2 separate regions of the Mus musculus genome follow, and region 1 is linked to region 2. The links are chromatin contacts, called in public promoter capture Hi-C maps. All regions are on one chromosome and are shown on one strand. Each heading gives the region's core, a stretch centred on a gene start, on an enhancer-like site or on the middle of the called end of the contact. The rest is flanking DNA. Distances are from core to core; before and after follow the strand shown.

What was found. Promoter capture Hi-C pulls out the DNA fragments that hold promoters and counts their contacts.
Region 1: a promoter capture Hi-C map of embryonic stem cells shows a contact between it and region 2. The contact joins the promoter of St3gal2 here to the promoter of Mtss2 in region 2. A contact is called at or near these places in 8 of 39 promoter capture datasets (cranial neural crest, embryonic stem cells, frontonasal cranial neural crest and 4 more), 1 of 115 datasets of contacts at active chromatin or transcription factors (embryonic stem cells) and 2 of 9 other capture datasets (adipose tissue and pancreatic islet).

Annotation. Positions count from the first base shown.
Region 1 is chr8:110,917,159-110,922,461 of GRCm38.p6, reverse strand. St3gal2 (ST3 beta-galactoside alpha-2,3-sialyltransferase 2) reads right to left here and starts at 2,597. Exons shown (of 7, transcript NM_009179.3): 1 at 2,357-2,597.
Region 2 is chr8:110,717,659-110,722,826 of GRCm38.p6, reverse strand. Mtss2 (MTSS I-BAR domain containing 2) reads right to left here and starts at 1,351. Exons shown (of 14, transcript NM_198625.2): 1 at 1,037-1,351. The coding sequence starts at 1,105. Vac14 (Vac14 homolog (S. cerevisiae)) reads right to left here. Exons shown (of 19, transcript NM_146216.3): 19 at 2,429-3,020. The coding sequence ends at 2,858.

The DNA.
Region 1 (5,303 bases), core at 1,348-3,847, 200 kb before region 2:
AGAAGAAGAAGAAGAAGAAGAAGAACAACAACAACAACAACAACAACAACAACAACAACTACTACTACTACTCAGTGGTTAAGAGAGCCTGCTGCTTTTGCAGAGGACCAACTTTAGTTCCCAGCACCCACATCAGGTGCCTTACAACCACCGGAAACTCCCGTTCCTACGCATGTGAACACCCTCTTCTGGCACCCACCCGCGCATGATCAGACACACACATAGAAAAATGAGACAAGCCTTTGAGAAAAAGAACTCAACCTAAGGAAAGAACCAAGCTGCCTTGCTTCCCCCACACCCTGAACCAGAACGGTAAGCTGACGCCAGGCTTAAAGGGAGAGCTCAAACAGGGATACATATGAGGGCACAAAAGACAGAGCTGTGCATGCTGTGGCCTGTGTGTTGAGGTCAAAGGGCAACGTTTATGGGGTCAAGTCTCTCCTTCCAATTTATTTGGGTCCCAGGGGTTGAACTCAGGTCTCCAGTCTTGTTTGGTGAGTACATCTCAAAGACACCCCCCTTTTGGTGACAAGATCTTATTACATAGCCTAGGGTCCCTTGAAATGGTAATCCTCTAGTTATCCTGAATGCTGCTGGCATAACAGGTGTGGCCACCCTGCCTGATTCAGGGTGACTCTTACAGGCTTCAAAACTAGTTCTATCTTTTTGGGCTCTCAAAGTGACTAGGGCTTATCAGCAGGCCACAGAACTCTACAGTGGTCTCTGGGGGCACCGACACTCCCACAGGCCCCTGGCAAGCTTGCACATTTGGATATAAACATTCACGCAGTTGGCCTCCTGGCCTCCCTTCTCCAATCTCAAGTTACAAGGTTAAAAGCATCCTACTCACAGCCAAGGGGGGCAGGGAGCATGGGCGGGACCTCGTGGAAGCAGACAACCATCTGGTTCAGATCAAGACTGCTCACTCAGGACCCTTACAAACTTCTGAAGAATCTCCTCCTTCCTGGATGGCTCACAGGGTTTCCCTCCCTCCCTTCCCCACTGGGAGACTGGGAGACAGGGGAAGAAAGTGTGACCCAAAGGAAAATCCGGCTGAAGGAAGACAAACAGAAAGCAAACAAACAAAAACTGAATTATGCAGTCAAGTCTGTGTACCCTCCATCCCTCTTCAACTCAGAATCACCACAACTAAACAAGAGATCACCGCCTGTAGGCACCGTACCTTCTTCCACAAAGCACTCAGGCAGGCATCCCCCACACCATCCCCCAGAAGGGGCAACCCTCCTCCAAAGTTAGCAGCAGGAGTCAGATTAGCTTAGAATGATGACCAGAGTCCTTCAATGTCACCATCTTCATAGAGGTAAACGGTCCCTTCCAACCCACACTTCTGAGCCCACCAAGCATGAGGACGGGATGGCCAAACAGTTTCTAGACATTTGTAGACAGGAGTATGGGTTACTGACAAGGAATGACTGACTACTTCCCAGGGGTCCCAGGGGTCCCTGAATTATTCTTAGTACACAGATGAAAAACAAGAGGCAACATGGGAGGAGATGGATGCAGTTGGCAAGAGAGAAGCAGAAAGGCTAACTTGAACGAGCAGCAAAAGGACTGAGACTCCTTTCCAGGTGGAGGGCTGTGCAAAGCAGGGACAACAGAAGTAGTGGAAGAACTAAACAGGGAACACTGGAGCTGTATATGGGGCTGGGAAGTTTGATTCAGTCACAGGGGCATGACTGGAGGGAAGTAACGTGTCTTATATGGCAAAGGATGGAAGGAACAAGAGGGACAAGGGACAGTGCTCAGGCCAGCGTCCAGAGAGGACGGGCACACCATGACCAAGTTTCCGGTGGGTTCATGCCTCAGTTTTTCCAAAGTAGGAAGGGGATCAAGCTGTCAGGTCTTATTAGAGAGAACTAGGCCACAGAGTGTGGCTAGGGGTCAGTGCCAGGTGGGGGAAAGGCCGAAGGGTAGAGGAAAGAAGTGAAGATGGTGCAGACAGCTTGTGACCAGGAGAAGTGGGGCAGGGGATTCCGGATGGAGCAGGTTCCCAAGCGCCCTAGGGCTGGAAGTACCAACACCTGGGGTGTGGAAGTGTGGACGAGGACAGAGAACTCCAAAGGCTGAGGCTGGGGGCTGCCAGCAAGGAGTGTTACAGGAGTGCCTGAAAGACTGGGAGTGGTTAGATATGCAGAAGCAGAAGACGGGGATCCCGATCGAGGCCAAGGCAATCGGACCCCCGCCCACACGGCGCCCAGACCCGAGGGAAGTTGCTGGGCTGGACCCGCTGGATCTGGGCCTCTGGGCCAAGCCCGCTGCCCGCACAGAAGACGGTAGGGGCAGCACGGGGCCCGGGGAGCCCCGCATCCCGCCCTCTCTCATCCCGCCCGCGCACCTCAGTCTGCGCTGGGCGCCGCGCGGGCCATGCTTGCCGCTCCTGCCGCCGCCTCCGCCCGTGCAGAGAGCTGCCGCCGCTGCCGCCGCCGCCGCCGCCGCCGCCGCCTCCCGCGCCTGGACCCGTTAGCTTCACCGCTCTCCAGTCCGCCAGCCTCGGGCCAGTCCCGCCCTTGCCTGGCCCTGCCCTCCCGGAGCGCCGCGGCTGCAGCTCAGCCCGGCCCCTCCCCCCACCCCTACCCAAGCTAAAGGGAAGGGTGGGGGAAGGGGGCGGGTGCCCCCTCCCCATTCACATCCTCCGGGGCTCTCCCCTCCCTCCTGTTCCCCCACCACCACTCGCTCAGGCATGCTGGGATATGTAGTCCAGCCTGGCAGGACCCGCCAGCATCGCTCTGCATATAGGACTATTGCTCCCAGAAAGCAATGCACTCCCATATCTGGGCTCATGGTCTTTGTAGTTCTGTCCGGATTTAGAGGGTTAAGGCACAGCACTAAGGGGCGTATTCTTCAGTTTCACAGCCACGCGACTCTGGGCTGCTGAAGCCTGGGAGGTGCAGTCTGCGGTACCCCAGCCGGGCTTTGGTACCTGGTTCATCAAAGGATGCGAGTAAGCTGAGGATGCCTCTCACACAGGACTGTGATCAACTGCGGCCAAGCCCAGCTCAAGGGAACTGTTTGTACTTGCTCTTGCCAAGAGCCACGACCTGAGCCAGCTGGGTTCATGCCCTGGCCCAGCAAGCTGCAACTGCAGTGAGGGCACTAGGTCCAGGCTGTTGAAAAGAGGGGCACCAGCAGCGATGTGGAAATAGGGTTTGCCACTATGTGACTGGGCACCTCACATTGCAAACTGTCTTGCTTGTAGGCACCCTACAGCCTTTATCCATTAGGGCATCTCTTGACTTCAGACTTCTGACTCTTAGATGCCTATTCTCTAGGGTAACATGCACACATTTTAAATATTTATCCACATCAGTGTTAGGCAATCCTTTCCTCAACTTTCAAACCAAGCTCCAAAACCATTAGGAAGTTCCTAATTGATGACACATTCAGTCTCCAAATGTCTCTGACTGACCAATGATACTCAAACGACTTCTGGTTCATTAGTTCTGGGACCCTAGAATTTTAAGTGTGTTCGTTCTTTCTCTTATTATGTAACCCAAGGTAGTCGTAAATTCCCTTTGTAAGCCAGGCAGGCCCGCCTGGAATCCATGATGGATTCTCTTGCCTTAGCCTCCTGAGGGTTGTTATTATGGACACTGAGCCATCACACCCTGCAATGAATCTTTTGGGTTCAGACTCCATCACAGAAAGCCTGACCTAAGATTGAACTCGAGTAAACTAACAGACCAGTACCTAGCACCGGTTTCCAGGTTACTCCCCAACAAATCTGCACCCCCCAGGTTACAAGCCCGCCCCCTGGCACTTCACTTTCTAACAACCACCAATCAGGAGGAAAGCAGAAGTTAAGTTTATGGTTTGACTTCCAGCATTAAAGGCCATCATTCCGCCCGTCGTCCCTCCCCCGCCCCCCCCAATCAGATGTGTACCAGACTAGAGACCCACTTCTTGCCTCTAAAAATGCTTGCCTGAAACTAGGTTCAGGGCTCCACTTTCCTACTGTGTCAGCGTTGGTAAGAGACAGGGGGGGGGGGGGAGCTCAAGCTTAAATAAAGAGACTCTAATGCGATTGCATCTGATTTGGCTCCTTGATAGTCTTTTCGGGATTCACGAATGCTTCCTGGCACAACACTACAGCTCAGGAGAATCTCACAGACCAAAACCCTACTTCTTTACGATGCAGTCATCAGGAAGGCTAGGCATTCTATCTCCAAGCCTCTACGAGAAGCTAAATTCTAACTTCATTGTCAGCTGACATACCAAGAAGCCAGGCGTGACACCTACGCATTCCCCCTCCTTTTAAAGCACAGCTGCACAAATGCAAGCTAGGTTCTTCTCTTCCTCGATTCTTTTTTTTTTTAAAGATTTATTTGTTTGTTTTATGTATGTGAGTACACTGTAGCTGTGCAGATGGTTGTGAGCCTTCATGTGGTTCTGCTCGCTCCGGTTGGCCCCGCTCACTCAGGCCCAAAGATTTATTTATTATACATAAGTACATTGTAGCTGTCTTCAGACACACAAGAAGAGGGCGTCAGACCTCTTTACCGGTGGTTGTGAGCCACCATGTGGTGGCTGGGATTTGAACTCAGGACCTTTGGAAGAGCAGTTAGTGCTTTTAACCGCTGAGCCATCTTGGCAGCCATCTTCCCTAAATTCTTATCCCAAGGGTTTGTTTCTAACTAAAACTCATCCTTACCCTTTAGCCTCTAACTTCATTTTTGAAAAGGTGGGTAAATATCTACTTTGAGTCAGAAAGCTCAGTTTCTAGCCTCCCCTATTTCAACCTAACACACCCCATTCACCCTGCAGCAAAGGGTAAGTTCTCCCAACACTGTGGGCAAGCAGCCAAGTGACTAACAGAACCACTGAACCCTGACTAAAACTGACTCAGGAATTTTTTTTTTTTTCTGCTTTGTTGACACCGGTGTCTCCATCACAGGCTGTAAGGAGAGAGGGTGGTTGGGTGGATGGGATGGGACAAAGTCATTCCTATGCAGCTCAACTTCACTCTGTCCATAAAATTAACCACTAAGACCTCTTTGCAGAACTGTTGTCCCTGCGTTGCAGTAATTTGCAGTGGCAACAACTCTCACCGGCAGGTGTTGAGTGTCTTCTTGCTTTTATCACCCATCACCAGGTTACTTTAAAAAAAAAAAATGCTGGGAATTGAACTTAGAGCCTTGTGCGTGTTCAGCATGTGCTCTGTTTTTAAGTAATGCAATCCTCACAACCCCCACGTTTCCGTTAGCAGATTACTGAAGAAGAATCCAATACCCTTCCCTGGAGAGGGCAGAGCGTTCCTCTCTACCCTTTGGCTCCAATAAGAGCTC
Region 2 (5,168 bases), core at 102-2,601:
ATGCCCACCTTGCCACTGAAGCTTTCCCTGCCTAGTCAATTCGGATCAGCCTCGTCAAACACTGGCCTCTGGGGGTCAGGGAGAATTCAGTAAATTACCAGATGGATAATAATGGCTGAGGTCCCGAAGCAGGATCCAATGGTCTCCTTATGACCTTGAGCCATTCGCAGGCCTCAGTTTCCCCATCTGAACAGGGTGCCTGCTCAGTCTGACCTTGAGTGATCAGGAAGGGGGGGTTGCTGAAAGCGCTCCCCAGGTTGCTTAGCCAACACACAGCCTACCTCCTCCCCAAGGTGGATTCAGTCCTACCCTTGGGCTGCAGGGAGGACCCCACCCGAGGATTGGAGTAATGGAGCTTGCTGGATCTGTTGGTGTGTGTGTGTGTGTGTGTGTGTGTGTGTGTGTGTGTGTGTAGGTGGGGCTGCATCCATGCAGAGGCCCGAGGCTGGCGGGGCAAGAGTTAACAGTTCTTTGCTTTATTATTTTTTTCCTGCTTTGGCGGTGACAGCATTGTCTGGGCTTCGGGGCGTCGGGGGTATGTGTGTGTGTGTGTGTGGGGGGGCACTGTGGTGAAAGGGGGCGGAGGCCCGAGAGACCTTGGATCCGTTAAAGGGCCTTAAAGGTCGGTCCTAAAGATAAACCCAATTCATAGTTTGGGGGTCTGGGGTACCGAGTGTTTGCGGACGCTCAGCTTTGGATCGGGATCCTACGGGGCGACCTCTCGGACATCCCAACCTGCGAGCACTCACTCCCACCCTTCGGACCCAGACAGGCATTGGGCGCAAGGCGGGCGCAGGAGGACAGGCTCAGATGAAACACACACACACACACACACACACACACACACACACACACACACACACACACACACACACACACTGCCCGCACACACACACACACACACACACTGCCCGCACACACACACACACACACTGCCCGCGCGCACACACACACACACACACACACACACACACACACACTGCCCGCCACGCGTCCCTCAGAGGAGACCCGTATGCCCGGAGCTTGCCCGGGGTACCTTCATGTCGTTGACGATGGCCTGGAAGAGCCCGCCCAAGGCGCCACACTCCTTCTCCGCCGTCTCCATGCTGGGGCCGGGCGCGCGGCGGCAGGGCGCGCAAGGGGCGCGGGGAGCCGTGCAGGGGAGGGGCCGGACCGCCGCGGGCGCTGCTCCGAGGCCGCGCCGGGGCTCCCTGCCTCGGGGCCGCGCTCTCAGCGGCCGGCCGCGCCGCGCTCCGGGGTTGCGGGCCGTGGGCCGGCAGCGCGGGCCATGGCTCGGTGGGGCTGGGGGCGCGGCGCGGGCAGTTCGCGGCGCAGCCTCGGCGCGGGCACTGGAGCGGCGGCGGCGGTAATCCGAGCCGCCGAAGCTCGGGCGTCACGTGGGCGCGGCGGAGGGAGGGCCGCGGGGAGGGAGCACAGGAGGGGGCTGTGGGAAAGGCCGGGCGGGCGAGGACCCATTCACGGCCAGAAACCAGGGCTTTGAAATCCGAGCTCTGGCGCTGCCAGACTGGTCCGGCAAGAGGGGCCGGCGGGAGCGGGCGCCGCCGCGGGTCGGGGCGGCGCAGGGGCGGGGCCGGGCCAGCCCCCCACCCTCCAGCGGGAGCGGACCCGGGTTTGCACCTTCAAGGCCTTGGGCTCGACCAAGATGAAACCCGCCAAGGATGCAGTCCTTAGTGCATCCCGGCCTGATGAATAGCACTGAGCATCGTGCAGAGGGGAACGGGAACTGGCCGCATTGGAGCTGTCCACCACAGACCATCCATAAAGTCCAACCCTCCTGCACAAATGTCCTTCAGTTCCTTTTCTAAGTAGTACCGGTGTCACCTGGATTGGGGGTGGAAATAGTGATGGTGTCCCGGCCCAACTTCCTCGTGAGTAGGGTCTGTGTTGAACCTGCAGAGTGTAGTGTGTGGGGATGCACGCGTGTACACATGGGAGGGCAAGTACTGCTGTCGTCCAGGAGACTCCAGGTGAACCTATTCTCATGGGGCACACATAGTTAGGGCTCCAGGGGAAAGCAGGCACAAGCTCCTGGCAACTAAAGGGCCGCAGCAGGCAACTAGGGTTCACCAGAACCCAAAGCCAGGTGACAGACGCGGTTCTTTGAGCTAAGTCAAAGATTGGGGCATTTATCTTTGATTTCCTCCCATTGCTCACTGCTCTGCAGTGTTCTGCTGTGCCATTCCTGCTTATGGGGACATCCACATTGCACAGGGACTCAGAAAGCAGGACTAAGGATCGAGAGTAAGGCCAGGAGGAAGGTACTGGTCCTGGGAAGAATTGGTCCCTGGATTCATATGGGAATCAGGGCTTAGAATGAAGCTGGCTTTCCAGGATAGGTGAGGCCCCAGGGCAGCTGCAGCATCAGGCTTGGCACAGGTGCTAGCAGAGAAGGAGCAGGCAGACTTGATTAAGGATTCTGTGATTTCTTTATTGGGGCAGGGATGGACATCATTCTGTAGAGGTCTTTGTGCTGGCCTGTGTGCATTTCCACACAGATGTACATATGCACACACACCATGCCAGTGCTCTGGGGCCAAGGTCAAGCTCTTCTCACAGACAGGGATTAGAAAGAGGCTGCTTCTGGATTCTGAGGCTGTAGTCCCGACTCAGGAGAGAATCCATCGGTCCCAGGACAGAGTGTAGCTGACAGTGCTGGGGTCCAGGTGCTCTGCTGGGAGGAGCTGAGGCTGACAGAGCCAATACCATCCCCCTCCCTACCCTGGCTGGTGGTTGGGTCCAGCCCTGCTGGAGGCAGGTTCTTAGGCTCCTTGTGGCCTCAGCTTAGAGACCCTGAGTGCTTCTTAGGCCACTAGGGCCCTTTTCCATGCTAGGCACATCAGAGGATAACTCTGCGGTCCAGGTGATCCCCTCGCCCACTGCGCTGGTGTCTTACTTCCAGGTGCTGTTTCTGGACTTTTTCAAAGTGCTGCAGCAGCTCTGTGTAGTCGATGCTGGGGGAGTCACCTTTCTGGGACTTGGGGGCCGCTTTCAGACAGTCTCTGGGAAGATGGACAGAAGTCAGAGTCAGTGTCTGCATCATGGTAGGTGCTGGTGGGGTTCAGTCTCTGGGCACCTGTGGGTCCCTGCCCAAGACATCTTCCCAGCAGCCAGACCCATAGTGCTTAGGGTCCCATGTCCACCCCCTTTCCTGCAGCTGGTGGGAACAGCCAACCCGCTGCTTGGATGTCTGTCGGCCTGTGGGCTGTTGATGGCGCCCGGAGCGTTGCATGGGGGAGCACTTCCTGTTTACCAGTGGCTCCCTTTAGGGTGAGAGCCAGGGCCAGCAGCCAGCCAGGAAGGCAGCTGGGGCCTGGAACAGGGTCTGGGGAGAAGGGGGAGGCGGTAGCCCAGCCTTTTCTCTGTGGTATGGCTGAGACTGCAGACAGCTGGGATCGGTGAAGTCTCTCTGTTGGACCTATAACTTGGCAGGCCTTGGGTCCCAAGGCCTGTGATCACTACCTGCTCCCAGAGAAGAGCTTGTCTTACCACAGGACATGCTGACCCACCTACACTCCTTCCAATTGACGGACCAATCCTGTAGCCTCTCATCAGCTGGGTTTAGCTTGCCACCCAGGGTCCAGTCCCATTCCTAACTGTCCTTATTCTGTTCCCCACACTCCATTCTGCCTCACTGGCTTAGAGCCCTGGCAAAGGGTTTCATGAAGGCTGTGACCAACTCGGCTGAGCGGACTCCCTGGGGCCTCTGGGTGGGTGAAGAGGCTGACTGAAGCAGAGGAAATAGGATAGCAGACCTGGCCTAGACATCTGACCTTACACACAAACCTCCATCCTAGTCTGTAAGAGGTTGCCACAGGAGACATGTCACGTCCCCGAGTATAAGGTTCCCTCCCGCTGTGACATGACAGAAACTTGCCTGTGTCCAGCCCCAGCTCAGGTATGAGATGGGTAGCTACATACAGCTCTACCACTCCTCGAGCAGGCAGCCCAGGGCCTGGTACACTTGGCTGCTCTGTCTAGAGCTCCCACGATGGCACCTTCCCCAGTGAGGTTGGCCAAGTGAGAAAAACCAATGGCTTTAAGCCTGAAGGCACTGCTGTGGCCTGTTGAATTTCAGGCTAGGAGCAGGGCACAACTACTCCCAGATGCAGCTTTGGGAACCTGAGTCTACCTCCCACACCCTGGCCCACACTGCTCCTTTCCTCTCTTGAGGAGAACACACACTGCCTGAAAACATCTTAGATAGCATCTGTGGCCAATGTTTTCCTGGGCCTCCAGCCACTGCCTCCTGAGCCAGGGCTTGATCACTGTTGGCTGGAGAGTGAAAGTGGCCTGGTGATGCCCACTTGGTTGTCATTTGGGGCTTCTGCTGCTGGCTGACTCCCTTGGGAATGAGGGAAGGGACCTCTCTGGCCCAGCAGCTACTGGTAGAGGTGCCGCTGTCCTGGAGAACAACCAGAGGGGGCAGAGGGACTTAGAGCAGGTAGTCCTAGGTCCCGGGTGTGGCTAGCTGTTATCCAAGTCATTTAACCTGGGACGGGGTGGGATGTGTGCCCAAGAGTCTACATGCTGCCATAACACCAGCATTAGCGAGTGTGGGGACAAAGGTCCAGAAGGGCTATTACGAGGAACTGAGGGATGTTCTCATTAGTTTTGCTAACTTGGCACAAATGAGTTACTTGGGAAGAGGGAACCTCAATTAAGGAACTGCCTCTAGCAGTCTGGCCTATAGGTGTGCACGTGGGGCACTGGCCTATAGGTGTGCATGTGGGGCACTTTTTGATTAATGATTGATGTCCATAGGCAGGTGGTCCTGGGGCAGGCAGGCAGGCAGGCAAGCAAGCAAAACAAACCTACAGAGCAAATAAGTAAGCTACAATGGCCTTCTTTACTTCAGTCCCTGCCCTGACTTCCCTCAGTGGCTGGACCATTACCTGGAAGTGTAAGATGAAATAAACTCCTTTCTTCCCAAGTTGCTTTTGGTTAGTGTTTTGTCATAGCCATAGAAAGCAAATTAGAACAAAAAGATACCGAGGCTGGGGAAACAGCTGTATCTTGCTCTCTGGAACCTCCTCCATGGTAGGGGGATCCTTCCTAGCCATCGTGACCAGCCTTGCTGCTTGCTCAAGTCAGCATCTCATGTACCTCAGGCTGGCTTTTATAGCCAAGAGCACCCTAACTGATGGTTC